Regions from separate parts of the Sus scrofa genome. Here all the other regions are linked to region 2. A link is a contact called in public Hi-C and HiChIP or PLAC-seq data. All regions are on one chromosome and are shown on one strand. Each heading gives the region's core, a stretch centred on a gene start, on an enhancer-like site or on the middle of the called end of the contact. The rest is flanking DNA. Distances are from core to core; before and after follow the strand shown.

Region 1 (3,232 bases), core at 624-3,123, 330 kb after region 2:
TTTCACTCGTTCTGCTTGGGGACTGTCTCTTGTAAATTGCATGTAGTAGTTTTATCCAGTCTGATTATCTTTGTATTTTAACCACAACATTCTGTCCACTTGCACTTATTGAATTATAACACACTTGACTTTATATCTGTCATTTATTTGTCTCATCTGTCTTGTGTTTGTCTCTCCACTCTTGCTTGCTTTAGGATTTTCTCATTCTGTTTCCCTCCTCTAGTAATTTGGCTAAATATTTTACACGGCATTTCCATTCTTTGTGTTTGCCCTGGTAAGGACACTTTGCTAGGTGTCCAAGTCCATTTAATATCTATTTATCGAACTCAATCTTATCTCATCCAAGTCTATCTGAGATCCATTTTCATTTTTCTCCTGAAGAATGAAACGATCTTGGAACACTTTAATCCATTCAGCCAAGTTATATGTCATTGTTTTGTGTATTTTGATTCTATTTTTATCCAGAAGACATTGTTATCATGACATACTATCCATGTTCCTTATTGTTCTTTATTCCCTATTGCAGCAGACTTTTGTCTGTGATCATCTTCCTCCTGCCTGAAGTTCCTCCGTTGGAATTTCCTTTAGGGAGGGTCTCCTGGTGGCAAGGTCTTGGTTTTCGTATCTATGAATGTTATGATTACACTTTGTTCTAGAAAGATGTTTTCACTGGGTGCTTAAATTTTGAAATAAAATTTCACTGAATTTCGACGATGATGCTTATTTTCTGTCAGGGCTCTGAATATATCATTCTACCACCTTCCCACTGGCTTCCGCTGCTCCTGATAAAAAGTCAGTGTAAACCTATTTCTTTGTTTCCAGACAGAGGCGTTTTTTCCAGACAGAGGGCAACAGGGGGGCCACGGAAGGTTTCTAAGCACTCGGAGCACTCCGTCAGATCTGCACTTCAGAAAGCACCCTCTGGCACTGTGTGGACACGGGCGGCTCGGAGGGGTGGGCAGTGAGAAGGTTGCCCAGAGAACGGACATGGGGTGTGGAGGGGAGGAGATCAGAGAGGCGGGACTTGGGGTCATTGCAGCAGGAGTTGGGAATCAGAGAGGCAAGGATGACTAGGGTTCCGAGCTAGGATGAACGGTGGCGCCGTAGCGGAAACAGAGGGGAGGTGAGGATAAACGGTTCGTTCGGGACCTCCCGATGCATTCATTCCAGAAACAGTCGAACACCTACTTATGTGCCAAAAGCCAAAAGCATGTGACTGGGGACTCGTGGCTGCGTGGCACCAAATTCCGTCCCACTGTGCACCTTAGATCTGTCGCGGCTGCACCCGTCGCCAAGTATTGCCTCGAAGTAGCCGCCGCGTGGGATCCCGAAGCCTCAGCACAAGCACCGGCAGACCCGCTGACCGACAGAAGAATGGACAAGCGGGCGCCCGCTCAGGACTGGCCAAATCACGCCGCTCAGGAGCCGGTATCTAGAAAGACCACCGTGCGGAGAAGCCCCAACGCATTGGGAAACCTTGGCCGTCCCCGCCCTCCTGCCCCCCAAGGGTCCGTTTCGCGACCCCGCCTGTCGTTTGTGCGAGGTGGGGCACATGGTCTCCCCGCTCTGCCGGTGTCCTCATCTGCCCAACCCGGGCCATGCCGTTTCCGGCCCCTCAGAGTCACCGGGAGGATTTTAGGAAATGCGTCCGGGTAGTAAGAGCTCGGAGCCGAGCAGCGACTGCACCAAATAAGTCCCGCGAGCCCGCAGCTCCAGCGAGCGGCGCGGAGCCCGCAGGTCGGGCGGGGCGGAGCTCCAGTGGGGGCGGGGCGGGGCGGAGCCAGGAAGGAGGGAGGGAGGGAGGGGCGTGACCTGCCCAGCGCGAGCCGAGCCCCCGCCCCGCCCCCGCCCCCGCCCCGCGCGCTCGCTCGCTCGCTCGCGCGCGCCGAGGAAAACGTTGCGCAGGTTCAAAAATGGAACGTCGGCGGCGTGAGGGAGCGCGAGGGGGTGTGCGCGCGTGCGCGTGCGCGTGCGCGCCCGGGCGAGGGTGACGGGGTCCCCGCTGGCCCGAGCATCGCGCGCCGCAGACGCGGCCCCGCAGCTCCGCCCCCGGCCCGGCCCGGCCAGGCCCCGGGCCCGCTCGCCCGCCGCCCCACATGGAGCTGTCAGCCATCGGCGAGCAGGTGTTCGCCGTAGAGAGCATCCGGAAGAAGCGCGTGCGGAAGGTGAGGCTGCCCGGGGGCGGCTCCCAGGACCCCTGTGGGGTCCCCTCTTGTCCTCAGCACTGTCACCTTCAAGCTGGAGGCGACGGCGAAAGTGGGGCAGGGGTGCCCAGGCAGCTCCGCACTGCCGGGCTCCCATCCCCAACCCGTGCCTCAGTTTCCCCCGCTACCTTGTAGGGCTAGTAGTATAAAAGTTGTCACCCCAGGATGCTGGGGGCAGATAAGCTCGCCAGAGCTAGAAATTAGGATCAGACCGTAGGGATCCTGAATGTCATCCTTTCTCATCCTCCCCTCATTCTAAATATAGGGAAACTGAGGCCCAAATGAAGAAACGGCTTGCCTAGTGTGTTCGACGCAGATCGGGGTCTCGAACTCAGGACTCTGGACTCTTGGTGCCAAGTCCTTTGAAGTTGGAGGCGGAGCTTTGGAAAAAGCCGTCTCTTAGTCTCTGAAGTCTAACTGCTGGACTTCGACCTTTTCCGATTCCTTCCACACCCTCACCTCCGAGTCTCTCCCCTCTGCCAGTGCACGCCCCCGTCTTCCCCTCCCCAACTCGCAGCCCCGCCCGGCCAGGCCAGCCGGGCTCCGAGAAGCTGCCTACAGCGCTGGGGCATCCACGAAGCTCCTCCCCCTTCGCCTTCGCCTCCAAAACATACACCCTGCAATTTAAGGAGGCATCTCTTCCGCTGGGTTTGGTCCCTGTGCCTCAGGGCTGGACTTTGGCCGTGCACACGTTTGCAAAGTGATCCGGCCCCAGACTGGAGGCTGGGGACGAAGTGTTTGAGGAAAGTTCCTGTCCCCAGCACGCACCACCATCCTTTTGCCTTATCTCCTCTCCGCAGCCCCTTGGGAAATTCTAGCGGCAGGATAGGAAGAGGTCTTAAAGAGTTCATCTCCTTGTATTTGACCAAGGCACAGACTGAGGCCCGGGCTGGGGAAGTAGCCTGGTCAAGGTCACACAGCAAGTTAGAGATAAAAGTAGAGCCAGGAGCTCCAATTGGCTGATTGCCAACTCATCTTTGGAGAGAAAAAATCCAGTCCTGGCATCTTGGGCTAAGAGTGGCAGTCAA
Region 2 (3,033 bases), core at 292-2,791:
ATCAAGGTAATGTAAGTAGTGGAGTCTGGCTTCCTATCTCCTTCCGAGATTTCCACTTCACCCTGTATCTCTAAACTAAAGGAATTATCTGGAGTGGAAGACAGGGCCCCTGGGGAAAGGGGAAGAGTTTGCAAGAACGTAAAGGGGGCAACCTGGTCAGTTGTTGGTAAACTTTCTGGGAGATGGCCAATTGGGTTCACTATCTGCGGGGGCTCCTGGAGTGGGGGGTCAAAGAGATCACATGTGTCATCCAACGTGGCCAAAAGCTCATCTGGCATGGTTTCCAGGTCATCTATACCCAACAGGGCATCGAAGTCGAACTCCTTCAGATCCATTTTCTCCACCATCCAGTCTGTCCCGGAGAAAGCATCCTCTGCAAGAGATTTAAGAGGGACGGAACCCAGAGTCAGATGCACGCGGCAGCAAGGCTTTATCACCAGACCCCACCGGCAGGGAAAAGCCCACTCACCCTTGCTGTTGTCTGAGGCACTGACCAACCCATCCACAGCCAGCCATTCGGAGGAGCCCGCCTTAGCTTTGTCGCCGGAGAACCCATGAGGTTTGAAGTGCTTGGCCACCTCCAGATATTCGTCTAAGAGCCCTAAGCTCTCTTCAGCCCCCAAACCCGACGGGTCGAAGGGGGACATCAAGTCCCCCACCAACACCTCGCTGCTCAGGAAGCTCATCTCGGCCATGTTGCGGAGTTTTGATGGAATCGAGGAATGTGCTTAATTCGAAGGTGTCTTTGTCGGTTACAGCAACGCTGCTGCTGAATGCCGTGAGAAGCCTTAACAGGAACCAGAAACCAAGCCCCATTAGAGAACAGCTGGTCTGAGCCTTTCGCCTCTCCACCCCCGGGGCAGGACGGCCAAATCCCGACCCCGTGTGGTTGTTGAGACTTGGGGGCCGCTGGCCCCGGCTGCCAACCTTCCCCGCGTCCGCCTGGCGGCGCAAGATGGACGCCCGGCCGTTCCCCGACCCGCCACCAGAGGAAGGCGCCCGGTCCTCCCGGCCGAGTCCGGCCCCGCCCACGCCCGCCCGTGACTCACGCCGCGGCCGCCGCCCTGCCCCGCCGCCATCTTGGCTGCTGCCACGTTTCGTGGAGCCCCAGGGGGAGCCCCGGCCCCCCGGCCGGGGCCGGAGGTACCGAGGACTTCGCCCCACGCCCGAACAGCGCAGCGGCCTCTCGACCCAGGGGCGCTGGCGCTTCGGCGTCACCCCATCAGCGGCCACGCGTCCCGGGCGCTCGTAAAACCGCTTCCCCCTCCGCGACGCCGCCGGACCGCGCCCCAGCATCAGACAAGAACCCTTCACCGACCCGGGGGGACACGGCCCAGAGCGTCGGGCCCCGGTACTTACGCCATGGCTTAAGCCGCTGGGGGGTGCCGCTGCAGAGCCTGGTGCTGCTGCCGCCGCTGCAAAGGCCAATGCTGCCGCAGGCACTGCTGCCTCTAATACGCCATGGCGGCCGCGGACCCTGCGGGAGCGGAGGAAGAAAAGCGCCCACTCGCAGAAAAGGACTACATCTACAGCGGAGAGGAAAAGAAATGGCGGCGGTTCGCCGAGCGCGGGTCCTTTATAGACTCTGCCTCTGTGGGACGCATCACAGAGAATATTCTTCCGCCTAGGTCACGTGACCAGCGCCTCCCACCCACGCGCTTTCATTTAACCGACGCCCCTACCATTTCCAGTCTCTGACTTTTATGTCGAGGGCGAAACTGTGAGGACCAAATGAGTTACTTTTATTTACAGCCTCAAAAAAGGGCGCACTACTTTACAAGGCTTTTGAGATCTAAGGATCACCACCGTCCGCTGCCGGGATGCGCGGAAGGATCTTGCACAGCTACTTCCGGTGCTAGCCCGAGAGGCGGAGACGAGTCTTTCACCCCAAGAAGGGCTTTTATTGTGAAGTACGAGGTCTCCTGGTTATCGCGCGAGCTACTGGCGGAGAGCGCGCGTCGAAATGATTGGTTAGGCATGGTGAGTCATATATACATCGAGTTTCTATTGGCTCAGGCTCCGAGGCGGGCGGGTTGTTCAGCGAGGGAGCCCCTGATCTGCGCGGGAAGGTGGGTGAGGTTCCCGCCGCCGGGCCCCGGCGTCCTGCTCGCCGTAGCGCCGCTCTGCAAAGGCTCCCTCAGCCCCGCCCACCCAGCTGGCCTTGATTGCCCCGGGCAGCCCTGGCCCAGATCCAAATAGTGGCGTTAGGTCCGAATCCTCGTGGTCCTTTCCTGCCGCCCTTGGAGAAGCTCCGAACTAGGGACCGGGTTTAGGCCCGAATGTGAAACTAGTCAAGAGTAAATGTTATTTCGTCTGTTTTCACTTGCACACACTTGCAGAATACTGAGGACGTGTGAACCCTTCAGTAACTGGAAGGGGAGACTGATGACCTCAGCTGAGATCCACCTACCATCAAAGGCCTGCTCTGCGTCCTGACTCAACTCTGTAGAGGCGAGTCGAGTGGAGGAAATCCATAATCCTGTGGTCTAAACAATTGTATTTTTACATATCCATTCTGCTAAAATACAAGTTTCCTTTTATGTTAAAGAATGAAACCTATGACAGGGGAACTTCTTTCAGTTTATGTAGTTTCACTTCCCCTAAAAATGAGGTATTTTATTTAGCTGCTCTTTCTCACTCTAGGGTAGTTTCAATTATTTACCAACTCTGTAACTCCGCGGCATAACCACTTCCCAGCAAGTCCTACTGCCTGGGTGCTTGATCAGACCTGCCCACTTAGGGGAATTTGTGTGTTTGGAGGCCACAGTCCAGGTTAGGGCCAGTAACTTGCCCTCTCTACTGGGGAACTGTCAAGAGCTAGGAGAAAGCTCTTTCACCATCTTCCAGTCCTCCAATCAGGCCCTGTAGGGAAACCTTGAGTTTCCACTCCCCTTCATTTCAGTGGGCCCTACAAATATTATTTCTATGAGGACAGTGAGGTCAAAAATTGGTCAGGCACTTCCTACATAACAACTAACCATTCATTGATTTGAGTCAGTCTAGCCCAACCATTTCTTTACAGTGGTAAGCTGA
Region 3 (3,135 bases), core at 349-2,848, 370 kb after region 2:
GGCTTTTTTTTTTTTTTACTTGTGCATATATTTTTTAATTAATTAATTAATTATTTATTTCTCTTTTTTGGCCACCCTGTAGCATATGGAGTCCCAGGCCAGAGATCAGATCCCAGCCACAGTTGCAACCTAAGTCACCACCATGGCAATGCTGGATCCTTAACCCAGTGTGCCAGGTAACTGGGGATTGAACCTGCGTCCCAGCGCTCCCAAGACACTGTCAATTCCCTTGTGCCACAGTGGGAACTCCTTGGGTTTTTTTTGTTTTTCTGGTTTTTTTTTTTAATGTCAGCTTAACACCTACATTCACAGGCTCCGGCTAGTGTCCCAAGTGTTTGTATCTGAACTATCTCCTCCTCCCCAAATCCTGCGGGAGCCATGCCCACTTTATAGAGGAGGAAACAGCAACACAGAGAGGCAAGGAGCCTGCCCTTCTCTAAGAGCAGTAAATGATGGACCTGGGTCCCCTGACAGGGCAAGGCCATTTCCAGGTTTTCCATGATGTGACCTTGCAGCTGTGGACAGCCTTGGAGGTGGTTTTCTTTCTCAATTTTTTTTTTTTCTTTTCTTTTTAGGGTTGCTCCTGTGATACATGGAGGTTCCCAGGCTAGGGGTCGAATCGGAGCTATAGCTGCCGGCCTACACCACAGCCACAGCAACAGGGCTCTGAGCCACATCTGCGACCCACACCACAGCTCACGGTGATGCCAGATCCTTAACCCACTGAGTGAGGCCAGGGATCAAACCTGCATCCTCATGGATACTAGTTGGGTTCACAACCCGCTGAGTCGCAATGGGAACTCCCTCCTACTTAATTTTAAAACAGAGGGGTTTCTCCCCATCTTTCCTCCAAGTTCCCCATTCATGGTTTGGTTATAAACCTGAAGCGTGGTCACCTAGGTTGGGCCAGATTTGTGAAGAGTCGGCATTTATTTTGCTGCTCACTGTGGAGATATTCTTGGAAGACATGATTTATCTTCTTGCCTCAGAGAACTAGTCTCTCTGTTTAAATGCTACAGAAGATCCATCAAAGTGCTTTGAACAAAATTCACCCACGGCTTCCATCCTCCCTTAGCCAAATTCTAAGCATTAAGACAGCACAGATATTTCCGACCAATAGGGGGTGCAGACCCCCAGAGGCAGGGAGGGGACCATCCAGCCCCACAGACAGACTTTCAGACCGAGGGCAGGGCAGGAGGACCCTCGGGGCTGGGTGGAGGTGTAGGAGGGGCCAGTTTGGAAGCCAGAGTGGGGGCACCCTCCCCCCCCCAGAAGAGGGCAAAGACCCCAGAAGGGAGTGGGCCCTGCAGAGAAGGAGCCCAGAGAGGGAACGGAAAGAGGCTGGGAATGCCGGGGCTCTGGGGATGAGGAGGCCGAGGACAGAGGCACAGCCCTAGAAAGGGCTGCAGAGAGGGGGGCCTCGTGGGACAGCGTGGGCGGGTGGCGGTACCTGATCCTGGGCCTCTGGCCGTAGCCTCCTCGGCTGGCTGGTCCCGGCCCTGGCCATTGTCTCAGGCGCTGAGGATCCATTTCCTCCCCCAGGGCTCCAGTGTAGGAAGAGCCCCTTATCTGAGAGTGACCTCCCAGGCCGTCTCAGCGGAGGCCCCACCTCCTTCCTGCTTTGGCACCAGGGGTGGGAGGGCCCCAGGGTGGTTTGCTTCCTCAGGCTCAGACCCACCTTCTCTTGGGCCCTCCCTCTTGGCAGAGCTCAGCCTCTGATGCAGCCGGGGCCCCTCCGAGCAGCAGGACCCAATGTTACACAAAGGGAAAGAGAAAGTAAAGATGCCAGAGGAAGAGGGGAGGATGGACAGCCCCTGGCTGCAAAGAGCGGGGGACAGAGGCTGGCTCCCACTGGCAGTGGGGCAGGCTGGAGCCCTCTCAGCACCCCCACCTCCTGCGCCCAGCCCAAATCTGCACCCAATTCTTTGCTCTGTACCTGCCTGTTGAATGAATGGAGGTGATGAGAAAGCGTGGACCCCGGGGTCAGGACGCCTCGCTTTCTCCTGGCACAGCCGGAAGTAAGGGGGCAGATGTGCTTTGCATTCTTACTTCTGCGCTTGGTCCTCTGCAAGAGTCCCCACAGCCTTCCTGGGGCAGAGAGGGTGTGCTTGCCAGAAGGTTCTCTTTACAAGGACACTCTTCCCCCATGGAGGGCGGAGGGTCTCAGCCTCATGACCTCATCTAAACCTGACCCTCTGAGGCCGAATAATAATTCAGGTCGTTCGTGTAGGAACGTGGGCTTCGATATATTCCCTGACGGATGGCCATGGTTTAAGATTTGTAAAAACTCAGCAAGACAAACGGGCCTTGCTTGTTGGAAGATTAACTCTTGAAAGTTTGCTCTACATCAAGATGGGAAGTAACCCCTGACCTATACCTTTGACGGTCAGCAAAAGAGTGTGATGAGTGGTGACTCCGAGTCTAGGGGAAAGAAGAGCAAAAGCAACCACAACACTTACATGGCAAGTGCACCTCTAAGATCCCTATTGGACATAGGACGGATGTAGGTAAACTGGGCAAGGCCAAGGGGCAAAAGAGCTGATATCTGGCCCCCACGTTGGTACCTACCCCCGTCCTTAAGAAATGAAAACCTCCATAGAATGAAAGAAAGGGGGACTCTTCCTCCCCTTCCCAGTGTCTGTGCTGGGAGCTATTTGCTTTCTTGTAATAAAGACTTTTGCTTGCTTACTGCCCTGTATGTTCGTGAAGTTCATTCTTCGGCTCCATGAATAGGAACTTGGATTCCGGCAACATCTTTCCGGTAAAAATCCCAGATGCCTCCCCTTCAAATTCCGTTACCCTGGGGGTTAGGGCTATAACAGAGGAGAACAAACCTGACTCCATACTGGCTCTGTTTCCTTTAGTGCTTACCCTTGCTGTCGGTTGCCTGTACCTAGTCATGCTGGCTCTGCCCCTTTGTCAAAGAACATTGCCTGGAGCCTGAAACAGGTGTGATAGCCCCTTCTCCAGCTGCTGACCTTTCAAGGTACACTTTTCCATTCATATAGAGAGAAAAAGTTGCAGAACAGACAATAGCAATTGTCTTGCTGGAGGCTTATCACGAGGTCTGTGACCAGACCTACTTGGAACAGCTTCAAGAACAAAGGGTTCCTGCAAACCAGCCACACACACACA

What was found. A called contact is a pair of places that touch in the nucleus more often than the background predicts. HiChIP or PLAC-seq counts read pairs in DNA pulled down with a chosen protein or histone mark.
Region 1: a contact with region 2 is called in an H3K27ac HiChIP or PLAC-seq map of alveolar macrophages. The contact joins the promoter of CBX7 here to the promoter of ATF4 in region 2. A contact is called at or near these places in 1 of 5 promoter capture datasets (fetal liver), 1 of 47 Hi-C or Micro-C datasets (liver) and 1 of 2 datasets of contacts at active chromatin or transcription factors (alveolar macrophages).
Region 3: a Hi-C map of liver shows a contact between it and region 2, with 3 times the contacts expected there. The contact joins the promoter of APOBEC3B here to the promoter of ATF4 in region 2. A contact is called at or near these places in 1 of 47 Hi-C or Micro-C datasets (liver) and 1 of 2 datasets of contacts at active chromatin or transcription factors (alveolar macrophages).

Annotation. Positions count from the first base shown.
Region 1 is chr5:9,068,439-9,071,670 of Sscrofa11.1, forward strand. CBX7 (chromobox protein homolog 7) reads left to right here and starts at 1,874. Exons shown (of 6, transcript XM_013997510.2): 1 at 1,874-2,165. The coding sequence starts at 2,097.
Region 2 is chr5:8,743,495-8,746,527 of Sscrofa11.1, forward strand. ATF4 (activating transcription factor 4) reads right to left here and starts at 1,542. Exons shown (of 4, transcript NM_001123078.1): 1 at 1,360-1,542; 2 at 470-787; 3 at 1-373. The coding sequence starts at 695.
Region 3 is chr5:9,114,367-9,117,501 of Sscrofa11.1, forward strand. It overlaps APOBEC3B (apolipoprotein B mRNA editing enzyme, catalytic polypeptide-like 3F), which reads right to left and starts at 1,599. Exons shown (of 8, transcript NM_001097446.1): 1 at 1,451-1,599. The coding sequence starts at 1,530.